Regions from separate parts of the Mus musculus genome. Here all the other regions are linked to region 3. Evidence: chromatin contacts called from public Micro-C data. All regions are on one chromosome and are shown on one strand. Each heading gives the region's core, a stretch centred on a gene start, on an enhancer-like site or on the middle of the called end of the contact. The rest is flanking DNA. Distances are from core to core; before and after follow the strand shown.

Region 1 (4,735 bases), core at 404-2,903, 60 kb after region 3:
TTACCAAAATTAAAAACTAAGATGAACATCAGGAAAATGCCTATCTTAGCACTTTGGATGCTAAGGCAGGAAGACCACGTGTTCTGGGCCAGCTATAACTTGATAGCAAAAGCCCGGTCCGGACACAAAAATAACAACAAAAGGGCTGTGTGGGGCGTAGCTTAGTTCTGTGACAGAGTGTTTGCCTAGCATCTGTGAGGCTGTAGGTTGCATCTCCAGCACTACAAAGGAGAGAGAGAAAGAAGGAAGGAAGAAGGGAAGCAAGGAAGGAGGGAAGGAAGGAGGGAGGGAAGAAGGGAGAAAAGTAACAATACTTTCATGCTTCAAAGGACACCACTGAGAAAGTGAAATAGATGCACAGAGTAAAGCAAAAGTATCATATTAAAAACCTGTATATACTAACTATGTGCACATATACACGCATATATAATTATAATCCAATAATAAAAACAAAGATGAAATAATTGTAAAATAAGCAAAAAAAATCTTCAAATAAAGTATATTAGTCAATAACTACATAAAAGGTTGTTCAAACTTATTAAGTATTAGATGACAGAAAAATGAAAATGAAAATCACAGTAAGATATCGTTTATTACCCACTATGGGAACATAACCAAAATAGCAGGTAGTAAGTAGCTGAGAAGAATATGAGAATGCAATTTCATACTTTCGTAAAATCCTTGGCCTATTCTACAACATATCAATATTGTGTGTGTGTGTGTGCATGTGTGCGTGCGTGTGTGTGTGTGTGTGTGTGTGTGTGTGTGTGTGTGTGTAGTTTTTCTATTTTGCTTTGTAGGTTTGTGGCAGAATCTCATGTAGCTTAGACTGACCTCAAAATGGAAATATGTGTGTGTATAAACATACATATAGAAACAGAGATACACATATACAGATAGGCACACAGAGATAGACACAAATACACACACACACACACACACACACACACACACACACACACACACACGATATCTCTGCCTATATATAGGTAGCTAAGGATGAGCTTAAACTTCTGGTTCTTCTTCCTCTCCTACCAAATGCAGAAATTATAGGATCCAGCACTAACCCTGGGTAGGACAGTTTAATGTTGGTAGAGGGTAGATTAACAGGTGCATCTGACTAGTGAGCATCTGGTTTTCTTTTTTCCCTATTTCTTTGCTTATTTTTCCATATTTTTAACTATAATGTGCTTACTAGAAGTTTTCTTCCAAGTAAAGAATGAGTATTCAGTAAACTAATAAGTAATTAAACATCTTCATTGTTCATTTACAAAATTAAATAAATTTAGAGCATCTGATTATCTAAACAATACTAAAAGTCACCAAGGAGAGATGTAGTTTATTAAGCAGTAAATTAAGCTATAAGGGAAAGGTTAGATTTTTTTTAAAGTGTATTTTTAATGATTTATTTATTTATTTATTTATTTATTATATTTAAGTACACTGTAGCTGTTTTCAGACACACTAGATGATCTCATTACAGATGGTTGTGAGTCACCGTGTGGTTGCTGGGACACGATTTCCTAGCTGGAGGAAATTTAGAAGGCTAAAATTTTTTGAGAGAGCTAGGAGCCCTTAGGGAAACTGCAGCACAGTTTGGTAATGGCTCAGAGCCAAAAAGAGACAGTGTACACTGCAGCCCAGAAGTCAGAGGGCAAACATTGGCTCCAGGCCAAACCCACAAAGGGAGCCTGCTACAGACACCAGCCCTCATGGGTCAGAATCAACTCAAACTGCCAGATGCTAAACTGGCAACACAAGGTACTAGCTGAGAAGCGCCAAAAGCAACAGGCAGAAAGAAAAAAAAAATCCAAGCCCAGACGCAAAGCTCTAAACAGGTATAATATGCTCGAAAATGTGTTTAAGTGCTAAAGGGGAAAAAATGAATATAGAAAGAATACAGGGAGAAAGTCTCTGAAGGAAGTAAAGAATTAGAGTTTGAAAAGAAAAATATTTTCTGTGTTGAAAATGCGGAGAAGCACAATGACTCAATGCATCTGGATTGCATATGACTTTGTCTTGTTTATCAGCATTTAAATGTTTTTTTTTTTCTGTAACAATTACAATTTTATAGATCCTCTCTAAGAAAGATCAGAATAAAACAGACCTAGGTAAGGAGAGAACTGAAAGACAGAATGCTAGGTTCACGGCCATAGAACAGAGGTTAGAGGATTCTTTAAATCGGAGTAAAGAACCTTCAAAAGAATCCAATCTGGATCCTACAATAACAAAAACAACAACAAAAAAAAAGAAGTTCCAGATGAAATGGAAATTCATAAATGCTTGGGGGAATTATAATGGCAACTCATAGCAATACAATGCTTAATGAAGTTACCTGGGAGCAATAACATGCAATAGCTTATGTATATAATTTTGCAGATTTTGAAAATTGAAAATATACATATGTGATAATACATCACACAATTGATGCATATTTCAAATCCTAATGGTTTTCCGCCTTAAGTTCTAGAAAGGCTGAGTCTGAGATTGCATATTTATTTTAGATGGTGGCTACCTTAGAGAAGCATTTGCAGACTGAAGCTATTTATGCTCGGGTATCATATATTAGAATACAACAATTTTTTAGACATTATGACATAAAGCCTGTTATAGGCATACCTTACAATCATACCACACAAGTAACTGTGCAGCGATCTAACAGAGCTTTAAAGATAATGTTCATAGAACAAAAGGGCGATACAGAATCTCCCAAAGAGAGTTTAATATTTAATATTTTGTTGACATCAATATTTCAAGTCTTAAATGTGGTGGTGGTGTGTGTGTGTGTGTGATTTTAAAGAATGCTGAGACACTGAGATGTATTTATTCCAGCACCCTGCCTGATCCTACCTCAGACTGCCTCAATGCTGTTTCTTCAATGAGATAGATAGCATAACTGCTAAAATACATTGACTTATGGAAAAACTGCTGAACTAAACCAGACTGCTTATATTAAGGATGTCCTAACCTAAGAATGGAAGGAAGGAAATGTGATTCTTTGGGGGAGAAATTTTGTGTTTCTCTCTACAGGAATAGAAAAGCTATGCATTCCTTCCAAACTGATAAAAATCAGATCTGACAGATGTGACTTCAGACCCCTGAAGATTCTGGCTACAGATAGGGAAAAAAAAAAAAAAAAAAAAAAAAACCAACCAAACAAACAAACACTACGAAAACCAACTAAACAGGTAACTTGTTTCACTGACCCTTCTACATAGGGACAGTTCTGAGACTGGCTGAGACATGACAGTGTTTTGTGCCAAAACTTCAGCTATGTGTATCCAATAAATCATTTTGGCTATAGATTCCTCAAGAATTCTGATACCATCCTTTCAAATGGCTTAGATATAATTCATATTATAGTTTGGTTAAACAATCCAAACTAACTTATAAAGAAGGACAGAGAGCCGAGACTCATCTGAGGCTGGATGGTAAACACTGCACATCCCATGCATGTGTAAATAGAAAAATGTGTATTACCCCTCAACGCTTACATATTCACAGAAAAAAACAACCAGACAAGCAGCCCTGAGACAATTACCTTAAGGATGACAAAAAAGATGCTGAGACATTGAGATATATTTATCCCCACATCCTGCCTGATCCTACCTCAGGCTGCCTCAATGCTGTTTCCTTAAAACTGTGTATCCAGGACAGATTCAAAGTAAGCTACTGGCCCAGTTGGTGAGCATCAAAGACTGTTCCAGTCAGGACTTCAGTTAAGCCCTGAATTTTCCCAGCATGCAAAGACTGGACAATAAATGCTACAGCTAGCTTTCTTAGACTGACCCAAATCACAATTTTTAGGCGACCACCTCCAAAAGAAAAACAATGCTTCAAGTCAGCAGGATGCAACTTTAGGACAAAAACAACCCATTTGCCAAAAGTGGGGTGGATGGTTCTTTTTGTTCAATGGATGATTGCTCTTTGTTTTCATTTAAGGTGGGTAGTTACAAGTTGTAATGGTCTTGAATCAGGAAAGAAACAAACTAAGGGAGTTTAGACTCAGAGATTTTTCTTTCTTTTTCTTTCCTCTATCCTTCTTTCTTTTCTATCTAGTGTTAGGGGGAGGAGGGAGAAGGGATGAAAAGAAAGAAGTAGAATATAGGAATAATTAGAATAAAAGGCTGATTATTGGATCTACTCTTAAATTATTGAGCCACTACTAGTCAAAATAATCTTCTATTAGTATAGGTTTTTATATATTGATACAAAATTAAGGTTATATTTAGTTACAACATAGTAGTATCAACTTTTTAAAAGCTATTGTACCTATGTAAACCTTAAAAATGTAATGTTAACTTCTAGTCTTTCTGAAAGTTACTATTACAAACTGTTTAAGATAATTAAGATAATGTCAGTTAATAGTCAGACAGTCAATCTCATGGTCATGCTAGAAACATGTTTAGTTTATTACAGAAATATATTTCCAAGGTTGAACAGATAGTAAATACCTAGAAACAAACATTTACCTATGCAGACGGACTTATACATAGATGCTCTTCACAAATCTCAGAGACAACAGAATATGGCATTTAAAGACATCTTACTGATAAATGACCTTTTATAACAGTGGGACAGGTCTGATCCTAGCAGTACTCCCATTCTACTTGAAGAAGATGCTGAGCATTGAAGAATTCCATATGGAGCTTGCTTCATATATGGCAAGATAGTCACTGGGCAAGAAACTGCTTCAACTGCAGACAACATGCTGTCCAAAATGGACAAATAAGAA
Region 2 (4,180 bases), core at 980-3,479, 43 kb before region 3:
GGGAAGGAAGAAGCATTTATTTGAATTCACAAACTGAGAGATTTTAATCCATGGCCACTTGGATATGTTGCCCAACAGCAAGCATGCCATATAGGAAGCACAGGTAAAAGAGGCCTTATTTACATCAATGATAAAAAAGGCTCTTTGCAAATATTTCTTTCAGGGATATGTTCTCGGTTACCTAAGTTGCTCCCCTTCAGTCAGCCTCCACTACCTTCCGGTAGTACTCTGGGCTCTTAACAAGCTTCTCAACGTGGTCTTACAGAGACATTCATAATTCTAAGTATAATACTACCTGATTTCCAGTCACCCATATAAAAAGAAAACTGGATACTTCCTTTCAGGCCTGAGATCCCCCAGGTGCCTTGGCCCTTAGAATACCACCTTGCCCTTGAATTAGCTATCATCTTGCAGCTACATCTTCTTGCAGCGCTGTTTTCTTGCAGCTGCTCCAGTGCATGTGTGGCACCTACCTATCTGGGGACATGGCTGTTTAGACCTGGTAGCAGTGCTATACCAGATAGTTTGTCTAGGCCCATTCTTCAACCCATAGGTCAGGTCTGGCCATGTATACAGATAATAGTAATTAAAAGTACTTTGAAGGTTTTCAGTACCACCCAGATCTATCATTCAATATGGAATTTCTAAAATATATCACTTCATCTGGAAAGGATCTGCCTCTATCCTTAACAAGAACTTATTCCTTGGCACTCTGCTTGTGGCCCTATTTCCTTACATTATAGCTAGTGCTGTGCTGTTAGTTACTTGAAAAGAGTTCTAGATCCTACTCGCCCTTAGGACCTTTTTATTTAAGTCTTTTAGTCTGCAGTGAGTAACTGGCCATGTTTTTAATGTATTAAATTTTCAAATTTGAGCGTCTGTTTGCATGTGTTTGTGTGTGCCTCCCATACATGTGGAGGTCAGCTGACAACTTTGTGATTCATTCCTTCCATCTTGACATGGAATTTGGAGAGGAACTTAGATTTTCAGCAGATGTCTTACCTGGATACCCATTTTGCAGGCTCCTTAATTTGTGGTTTGTATAAGAATGCCTCCCGCAGGCTCATATATTTAAATGCCTGGTCATTAGGGAGTGGTACTTGATATGGATTAGGAGGTATGGCTATGCTGGAGAAACTGTGTCACTGGGAGGGAGTGGGCTTTATGGTTTTAGAAGCTCAAGCCAGGACTAAAGACTCAATTCTCTTCCTGCTGCCTGATAATCTGGATGTAGAAGTCTCAGCTCACTCTCCAACACCATGTCTACATGCCTACCTGCAGCATGTTTCCTATCATGACAGTAATGGACTAAGCCTCTGAAACTGTAAGCAACCATCAATACAATATTTTTCTTTATGAGTTGCTGTGGTCATTATGTCTCTTCACAGCAACAGAACACTGACTAAGGCAAGTTGTTTTGATGACTGCCTAGTTTTATTTGATTAGGGGTATTACAAGGATACATTTGGCAAATTCTGACATCACTCAAATCCCTTTAGGTAGACAGGAAACAAGACCGAAAAGGCTCACTGCCTTGCATTACATCTATGTTAGGCAGGAAAGACCCCTTCTGGCCAACTTCTACCAGGAAAATGGTTGTTTCCAAATCAAAGATGGGAAATCTAATGCTCACTTTCATCTGTGCTTTCCAAATTCCAATAAGCTTCAAAATATCCATCACAGCTGTCAAAACAAAAGATGGCAAAAACAAAAATGTGGAATAATCTCTGAAATAAAACGAGGCTGATGAGAACTCAGGTGGGACAGGAAGGGGGCATAGCCAGAATGCTGAAGGAAAGAAGAAACCTGAGGGAGCATTAACAGGCTCCACCTGGAGATGCTCCAGGCACACGGGTGGACCAGAAGCTGGCTTCTGACCAAGTGCACACTGAGTGGCAAGGCATGGTTCTGGGAGGCGGGCTTCTGGAACCGTTACCTGATTTTAAGGTACTCAATGCTTCTATTAAACATCTTTGTAGCTTAGGGTTCTTATGGCTTTCCCACAATCTCTAGTTCTCTGCTATACTTTGAATTTAATGTGCATGGCCCCCAAGGCCCATGTGTTAAAGGCTAGGGCCACACCTGGTTTGAAATATAGGGTGGTAGAAACTTGAAGAGGGAGAACCTAATGTGAGAGCTGACTGTTCGGGGCACATCTTTGAGGTGGATATTGGAACCTCCCCGTTAAGCTCCCAAAGAACCTTATCTTTATCCTTGGCCATGAGATGAACAGCTCTGTTCCACTATGAACCTTTGGATAATTTAGCTCCTCATCACAGGCCCAAGCAATAAGATCAACCCATCATCATGAGATGAAACCTGGAATACTGAGCCAAACATTGGTTTCCTTTGCTATTTGTTACAGCAATGCAAAGCTGCCTAGTATAATTGCCATCTGAATGAATGGGGAGATGATGTTCAAAATAGAACCTGATGGACCTGGAGAGAGTTACCCCAGTTCCTCATATTTTTGGTTGTGAGCCTAGCCTTTAATAGCTGAGTCATCTTTCCAGCCCATGCCTCTTTCCTTATCACCATCGTGCAGATGCTTTTCCTAGCACCAGAAAAGATATAGCTAAGTAGCCTGCCTCCTCCCTCCACTCTGTCCACATAACTGTAGCCCTGAATCTTTTTTCTTGGTTCAAGACAGGGTTTAGCTGAGTAACAGCGCTGGCTCTCCTGGAACTAATTTTGTAGACCAGGTTAGTCTTGAACTCATAGAGATCCAGCTAAGTAAGGCAGGAGTCTTTATTCTGCCCTCTGTGTCACTTTGTTTTTACTCTAAGGTGTTGTCCTGTCTAAACAGCCCTCCTATCTAATTGCAGAGGCATTTCTTTGCAAAACTGCTCCTATCTTGATTTCCTAGTACATTCAGCTTATAAACAACAGAAAATTTCCCTCAGTGTTTCAGAAGCTTAAAAAAAGAAAAGAGAAAAAAAAAGAAGGCAGGAAAGAAGAAAAAGCTGAAATTAAGGTGCCAGTGGAGATCCAACCCATTGTGCCAGTGATAGAAGCCGGAGAGTGCGAACAATTATAGTGTTACTGTGAATACAAGTGGTCTCCAAGGAATGGCAACCATGTGGACAGAGGAGCCAAATGAGTATAAGTTCTAGTGATGAGAGATGCTGATGGTGGCTACTAGAGTATGAGTCTAAAAGTCCAGAGAGCCATCCTAAAATGCCACGCTGTGTTTGTGTGTATGGTGGTGGTGGTGGTGGGGTCCGCAGCATTGTTTGATGTTGAGGTACTGAACAATCAGGACTATCTGGTAATGTGGGAGGCTTAGGACACTGGACCTCCTGATACCTCTACATCCTCCAAAAGAAGTGGACTTGGGAGGTGCATGGACATAGAAACGCTCGAATGCAGCAGCATCACAATTTGGAGGAGGTGGGAGTGGGGAAGTCTGTGGGAACTTGAATGCAGCTCCCTATTCATACCACTACAATGGTCAAATCTGTCTTATGCCTAGGACTCATAAAAATCAAGTCCAGGAAGCACAGTGTAAGAGAGGGAAGGCAGAGACCTTCAAACCTCTATGGAATCTACAGGCCTGCTGCATAGCACATGGCACAGACAAACAATAGGTACCCTCTTACTGCTATGCCAAGCAGCATGGGTGGAGAATGTCATCCAGCCTACATTGGAAGCCACCACAATATTTGAGTATGTAGCGGATGAGAGCTTAGGATAGCTGGCCCTGTCACTTGTCTTCCATGATGTATTGGTACGGGGGTGATGCCTTGCCCCCACTTGACCCTCACCACTTACAACAGTTGGGAAGAGCTGACCCTGGAGTCATGAGAACAAGACAGATGATCCTGCCCTTCACTGGCTGCAGCAGTCAGGTGAACTGACCCTGCTCCTTACCTGGGCAGCACAGTACAGCTGACCTTGGTTGTAGGGGCATAGCTAATCCAGTCCTGGAGGAAAGAGCATGGGACAGTTGGCCCCACCACTCACCTGCCTGAGGTGGTGTGAGTGCAGGGCTGATGCCCTCTTCCTCCCTGACTCACAACCTTTAGTAGTAGGAAGAGCTACCCCTGGAGTCATGAGAGTTGGGGAGCTAGCCCAGCTCCCTCTCTGGCTGTAGGTCTTGGGAGAGTGGCCCTTTTGCCTTGCCTGGGAAATACAGTGAAGCTGACCCTGATGGTGAAGGCATAGGTGAGCCATCTCTGAG
Region 3 (4,560 bases), core at 1,544-4,043:
CTCAACGTAAGAGTCAATATTCTAAAACTACTAGAGAAAAAAGCAGAGAGTATACTTCAATGTACAGGCATAGGTGAGCACTTTTCAAACAGGACTCCAGTAGCCTAGGCAATACCAGCAACAGTCAACAAATGGATGGATCTCAAAATAGGAGAAAGTCTTTTCCAACTACAGGTTCAACAAAAAAGGAGCATCTAGTGTTTAAAGTTCTCAAAAGGGAACTACAAATAGTATACATTTTCAAAAGTGTTCAACATCCTCAGCGATGAGTGCCATGCAGATGAAAATTGCCTTAAAATTCCATTGTGCCTCAGTCATCATCAAGAATACAAATAAGAAATGCTAGCACGGAAAGGACCCTAATATAGCTGACTCGTGTGAGGCTTTGCCAGTGCCTGGCAAACACAGAAGTGGATGCTCACAGTCATCTATAGGATGGAACACAGGGCCCCCAATGTAGGAGCTAGAGAAAGTACCCAAGAGCTGAAGGGGTCTGCAACCCTGTAGGTGGAACAACAATATGAACTAATCAGTACCCCCAGAGCTCCTGTCTCTAGCTGTATATGTAGCAGAAGATGGCCTAGTCGGCCATCATTGGGAAGAGAGGCCCCTTCTTCTAGCAAACTTTATATGCCCCAGTACAGGGGAATGCCAGGGCCAAGAAGTGGGAGTGAGTGGGTAGGGGAGCAGGGTGGAGGGAGGGTATAGGGGACTTTTGGGATAGCATTTGAAATGTAAATGAAGAAAATATCTAATAAAAATATTAAAAAAAAAAAAGAAATGCTAGGACAGGTGTGGGGAAAGTGGAATTCTTTTAGACTATTGGTGAGAGTGTAATCTGGTGCGGCCGATTTGGAAATCAATCTAAAGGGTTCTCAAAAGTTAGAAACAAAAACACCTTATGCGCTGAGCATGATGGAGTATAACTTTAATCCCAGCACTTGGGAGCCAACGGCAAGTAGGTATCTGTAAGTTCTAGGCCAGCTAGGAGATAGACACATAGTGAGGCTCTTGTTTCAAACATAAATAATACTTTAAGACCCAGCTATAGCACTCTTGGGCACATACCCAAAGGATCCTTATCACTGCAACTGGCACCTGAGGGTTTGGCCATAAACAAGCCATTTGAACTACACCCTCTAAGATTTAGGAACATTGAGGAAGAATGGTCAGGAAAAAGAAAAAAAATCAAGAGCCAAAAGATAGGGGAAATGAATGGAAAAATCCTAGACGATACAGCCAATGTGACCATGAGCTCAGAATTGCTATAAATATAATTATTTTTGCAGGATGTGCACAGGACAGGCCCTCCCAACAGTCAGTCACAGATGGGGAGGGGCTCACGGGACTCTAATCCTTAATGCCAAACTCTCAGCAACAGACTGACTCTGGAAGAGGGGTAGCCATTGTCTTCAGTTGTGTATGTACCCCACTGAACCCACCAGGTTCCAAGGGACAGTTCACAGAGACAGTCCTGGTCAAGCCCAAGGGGGATAAAACAAACAAAGACATAAATGGATGGGGGGGGGGGGAAGCAATTCATAGGAGAGGTAACTGTACAGACGAGGGAAGGAGATGAAAGACAGTGGGGTGGAAGCAACCAGAACGCATTAAATACATGTATGAAAAATGAAATTGTTAAAGAAGAAAACAAATCGGAAAAAAATTAAGAGGGCGTGACTTTAGCGTTTCTCCAAGCAAGGGTGTGCCCACAGGCAGGTGTGACAAAACTCTACCTAACTAACATCAAATTCACATTTTACTGCCAGGAACCATCACAGTGCTCCATCAGACTGTTTCAGTGTCTCATCATGGGGAAAGCACAGCTCCGCAGCCTTTCCCCGGCTGCTTGGGCAGGACCTACACCGGGCGGGACGTACGCCGATGACGTCAGCGCACCCAGGGCGTGACCGCCGGACGCTACCATTGGCGGAGGTGGCCTCACCCTCCCAACCGCTGGTCCCGGCCCTGGCAACCAACTCACCTTCCCGTTAGGGTGGAAAGGGAGGCCCGGGTCTTCCGTGGTGGGGAGAGGGCAGACACGGCCGGTTTCCTCCGCACTTCCAGCGGCGAGCCCTGCGGCGGAGGCGGCGGCTTCATAGTCTGGGAAGGGATTGGGGAACGACCGCTCCTCCATCTCCGCCTCTCCTAGGTGGAACTTGAGTCTCTTTGACATGGTCTCGCCCATGTCCGCGCGCTTTCCCTGCCTGAGAGCTCAGGGCACGGCGCGCAGGCAGGGACAAACCTCCTGGAAGGCGTTTGGGCCGGGGCTCCGCGGCGAAGCCTTCCTGGAGAACAGTGGCTTGCACATCTGGATGCAGCTAGCGCGAAAAAGCCGAACCTCCAGCCTTCGCCAGTCACGCCCTCCCAGCAGCAGCTCTCAGCCTGACGGCCCAGCCCGCCGAGCCGCACAGTCTCCCAGTTACCCTCGCCTCTCCCGTGGCCGTGTCCTTCCGAGAGATTCTAGAGAAAACGCACGCCTAGAAAGCTCACGTTCCAGTAGGGAAAGCCTGTAAAGATGGGTTCATTCAAAGTGTGAGCGATTTGCAGACCAGGGAAAAGCGCACCTTCAGATGCTCCATCACCAAACGGACTGCATTTCACCAGCCCAGCCTTGCCGCCCGTCAGTGTCCTCGGCCCCTGGTCGTGCGCCAATCACAGGAACAGTAGCTACTTTGATTAAAAATACCTCTTCTAAAGAAAAGAAATTCAAAACGGCCTAAAACAGTGAAAAGATAGCCTCCCGAAGGGGGTGGGGGGGGATACAGTCCCTCCCATTCATCACCACTGGGAGGGGGGTTGCTTGGAGGAGGAGCCACAGGCCTTTGTTTTGTTTTCTTAATGTTTTGTTTTCATTCTTATTGTTTTGAGTAAGTACACATATTTAATAATGATAAATAATATAGAAGAATAATTATTAAATCAGCTAAATATTTTATAGACCAGAGAACCCCATGGTCACGAGATTAACATAATTGGCCAGCAGAATAACATGGATGGCAAAGAGGATACAAGCAAATAGATCTTTGCATTTCTATTATCACAATATATAAAGTCACAGCCTTCATTGGTTCTATGGGGTTTTTTTGCACTGTTTACTAGAACCAAATCTGTGTAATGATTTAAAAGGAAATATTGTATTGCAGTCCTTTCATTTAGTAAATATTGGTACTTGGTGACAAAATGTTTCTGCCCTCTGGACATATCTGGTTAGTAGGCAAGAAAATCAGGAATCAGAGAAGAGCCTGGTGTATGTGATTTCCGGAGCCCAAGCAAGGTACATTGTTATTCTAATGCCAAAGGTGACATAATGGAACAATATCAAACAGCCAGGATTTCAGGCATTCCTGCCTTTGGCCTCAGAGTGGAGTAAAGTGGAAAAGGGTTAGGTTTTTATCCTGTCCCTCGCTTATCATATGCGCAACCACAAACCTCCAGTGCATGATCTTGAAAGTGTAGATCAGAGTTACAAGAGTCAGACTCTATCTCCTGGAAGCCCTAACTAGCTAAGCTCTGCCACCAGCCTTAATATCCAATTAAGAGACAACGGTGAAAAGCAGAGAAAGATTTGTTGAACGCACCTACATTGGGAAGAGGGACAAAGAACCAGAGAAAAACACAAGCAGGCAGTCTCAAGGACACTCTCTCTCTCTCTCTCTCTCTCTCTCTCGCTCACTCTCTCTCTCTCTCTCACACACACACACACACACACACACACACACACACACACACACGGCCTACCGAGCTTGTTGGTAGATCCTGACCTTTTCGCTGAGGATTAAACGGTAGACCAGAGATTTATATGCCTGGCTAAGCAGCCCAGGTCCAGATATTGTCTGGCTCAGCATTGGCCCATCACTGTCTATGCTTCTATACCTTCTACAAGGTGGTCTGACAAGTCCTCCCACTGTGAAAACTTTAGGAGACAGTTCTTCCTCTGGCTAGCCTAAGTTTCAGCCTCTATTATGTTACTCACAGAGAAAGTCCTCAGATTGCACGTAGATTTATGCTATTACTATAGCTGGGGTATGGGAGCCCAGCCCAGGAATGAACAGGTTCCAAAGAAGATGTAAGGCTTGGGCAAGGGGAAGGTTGAGTCAGACAGCAAGTTGGGGGTCGTTTGCAACTCTGACTAGCAATCAGAAATGTATTTATATAAAGGTTTCAAAAACATTCCTGATTTCTCAGATGTGGATCATAACCATTTTGTCTTGGCCATACGTTTCTACTATGTCCAGGTTTCTAGGTTAAGCCCAGGTAGAATAGATGTAATCATTAACCCCATATCCCTATTCCTAAAATTCTGCAAATCATTTTAGCTTAAGCAAGCATGATATAGCAACCCATTCTTAGGCTGGCAGCATTTTGCAGTTTCAAGATGCTTAGATAGAAAATAGATAGAATCTGAGTCAGTCCAGATGAATCACTCTGCTTTAAGCACTATACTTTTAACTTTAATGGTCAATCATATTACTTGCAAATTAGCCTGAGTCTGAGAAGTCAGACTTAGGAACTGTTGTAGCTGTAATTTAACTTTGTGATATTTGTATCTATAATCCT

The links. Hi-C and Micro-C count contacts between places; a contact is called where the count stands out from the background.
Region 1: a Micro-C map of granulosa cells shows a contact between it and region 3, with 2.1 times the contacts expected there. The contact joins the enhancer-like site here to the promoter of Lancl2 in region 3. A contact is called at or near these places in 3 of 39 promoter capture datasets (liver and macrophages), 2 of 484 Hi-C or Micro-C datasets (granulosa cells and neural progenitor cells), 1 of 115 datasets of contacts at active chromatin or transcription factors (the SCID.adh cell line) and 1 of 9 other capture datasets (adipose tissue).
Region 2: a contact with region 3 is called in a Micro-C map of the G1E-ER4 cell line, with 2.2 times the contacts expected there. The contact joins the enhancer-like site here to the promoter of Lancl2 in region 3. A contact is called at or near these places in 1 of 39 promoter capture datasets (macrophages), 1 of 15 datasets of contacts at CTCF or cohesin (the NIH/3T3 cell line), 7 of 484 Hi-C or Micro-C datasets (the G1E-ER4 cell line, the HPC-7 cell line, LSK cells and 3 more), 2 of 115 datasets of contacts at active chromatin or transcription factors (the SCID.adh cell line and intestinal villus epithelium) and 3 of 9 other capture datasets (adipose tissue, macrophages and pancreatic islet).

The regions. Positions count from the first base shown.
Region 1 is chr6:57,638,884-57,643,618 of GRCm38.p6, reverse strand. All of the region lies in intron 13 of Herc6 (hect domain and RLD 6), which reads right to left. Among named protein-coding and RNA genes, the nearest start is that of Pyurf, 51 kb to the left of the region's middle. Within about 2 kb of position 1,653, at least 82 of the 459 cell types and tissues checked have an H3K27ac peak or open chromatin away from gene starts, as enhancers often do. A contact at or near this core is called in the SCID.adh cell line and granulosa cells, where this site is marked.
Region 2 is chr6:57,743,955-57,748,134 of GRCm38.p6, reverse strand. No RefSeq gene overlaps it. Among named protein-coding and RNA genes, the nearest start is that of Lancl2, 44 kb to the right of the region's middle. Within about 2 kb of position 2,229, at least 38 of the 459 cell types and tissues checked have an H3K27ac peak or open chromatin away from gene starts, as enhancers often do. A contact at or near this core is called in the G1E-ER4 cell line and the HPC-7 cell line, where this site is marked.
Region 3 is chr6:57,700,688-57,705,247 of GRCm38.p6, reverse strand. It overlaps Lancl2 (LanC (bacterial lantibiotic synthetase component C)-like 2), which reads right to left and starts at 2,793. Exons shown (of 9, transcript NM_133737.2): 1 at 1,985-2,793. The coding sequence starts at 2,188.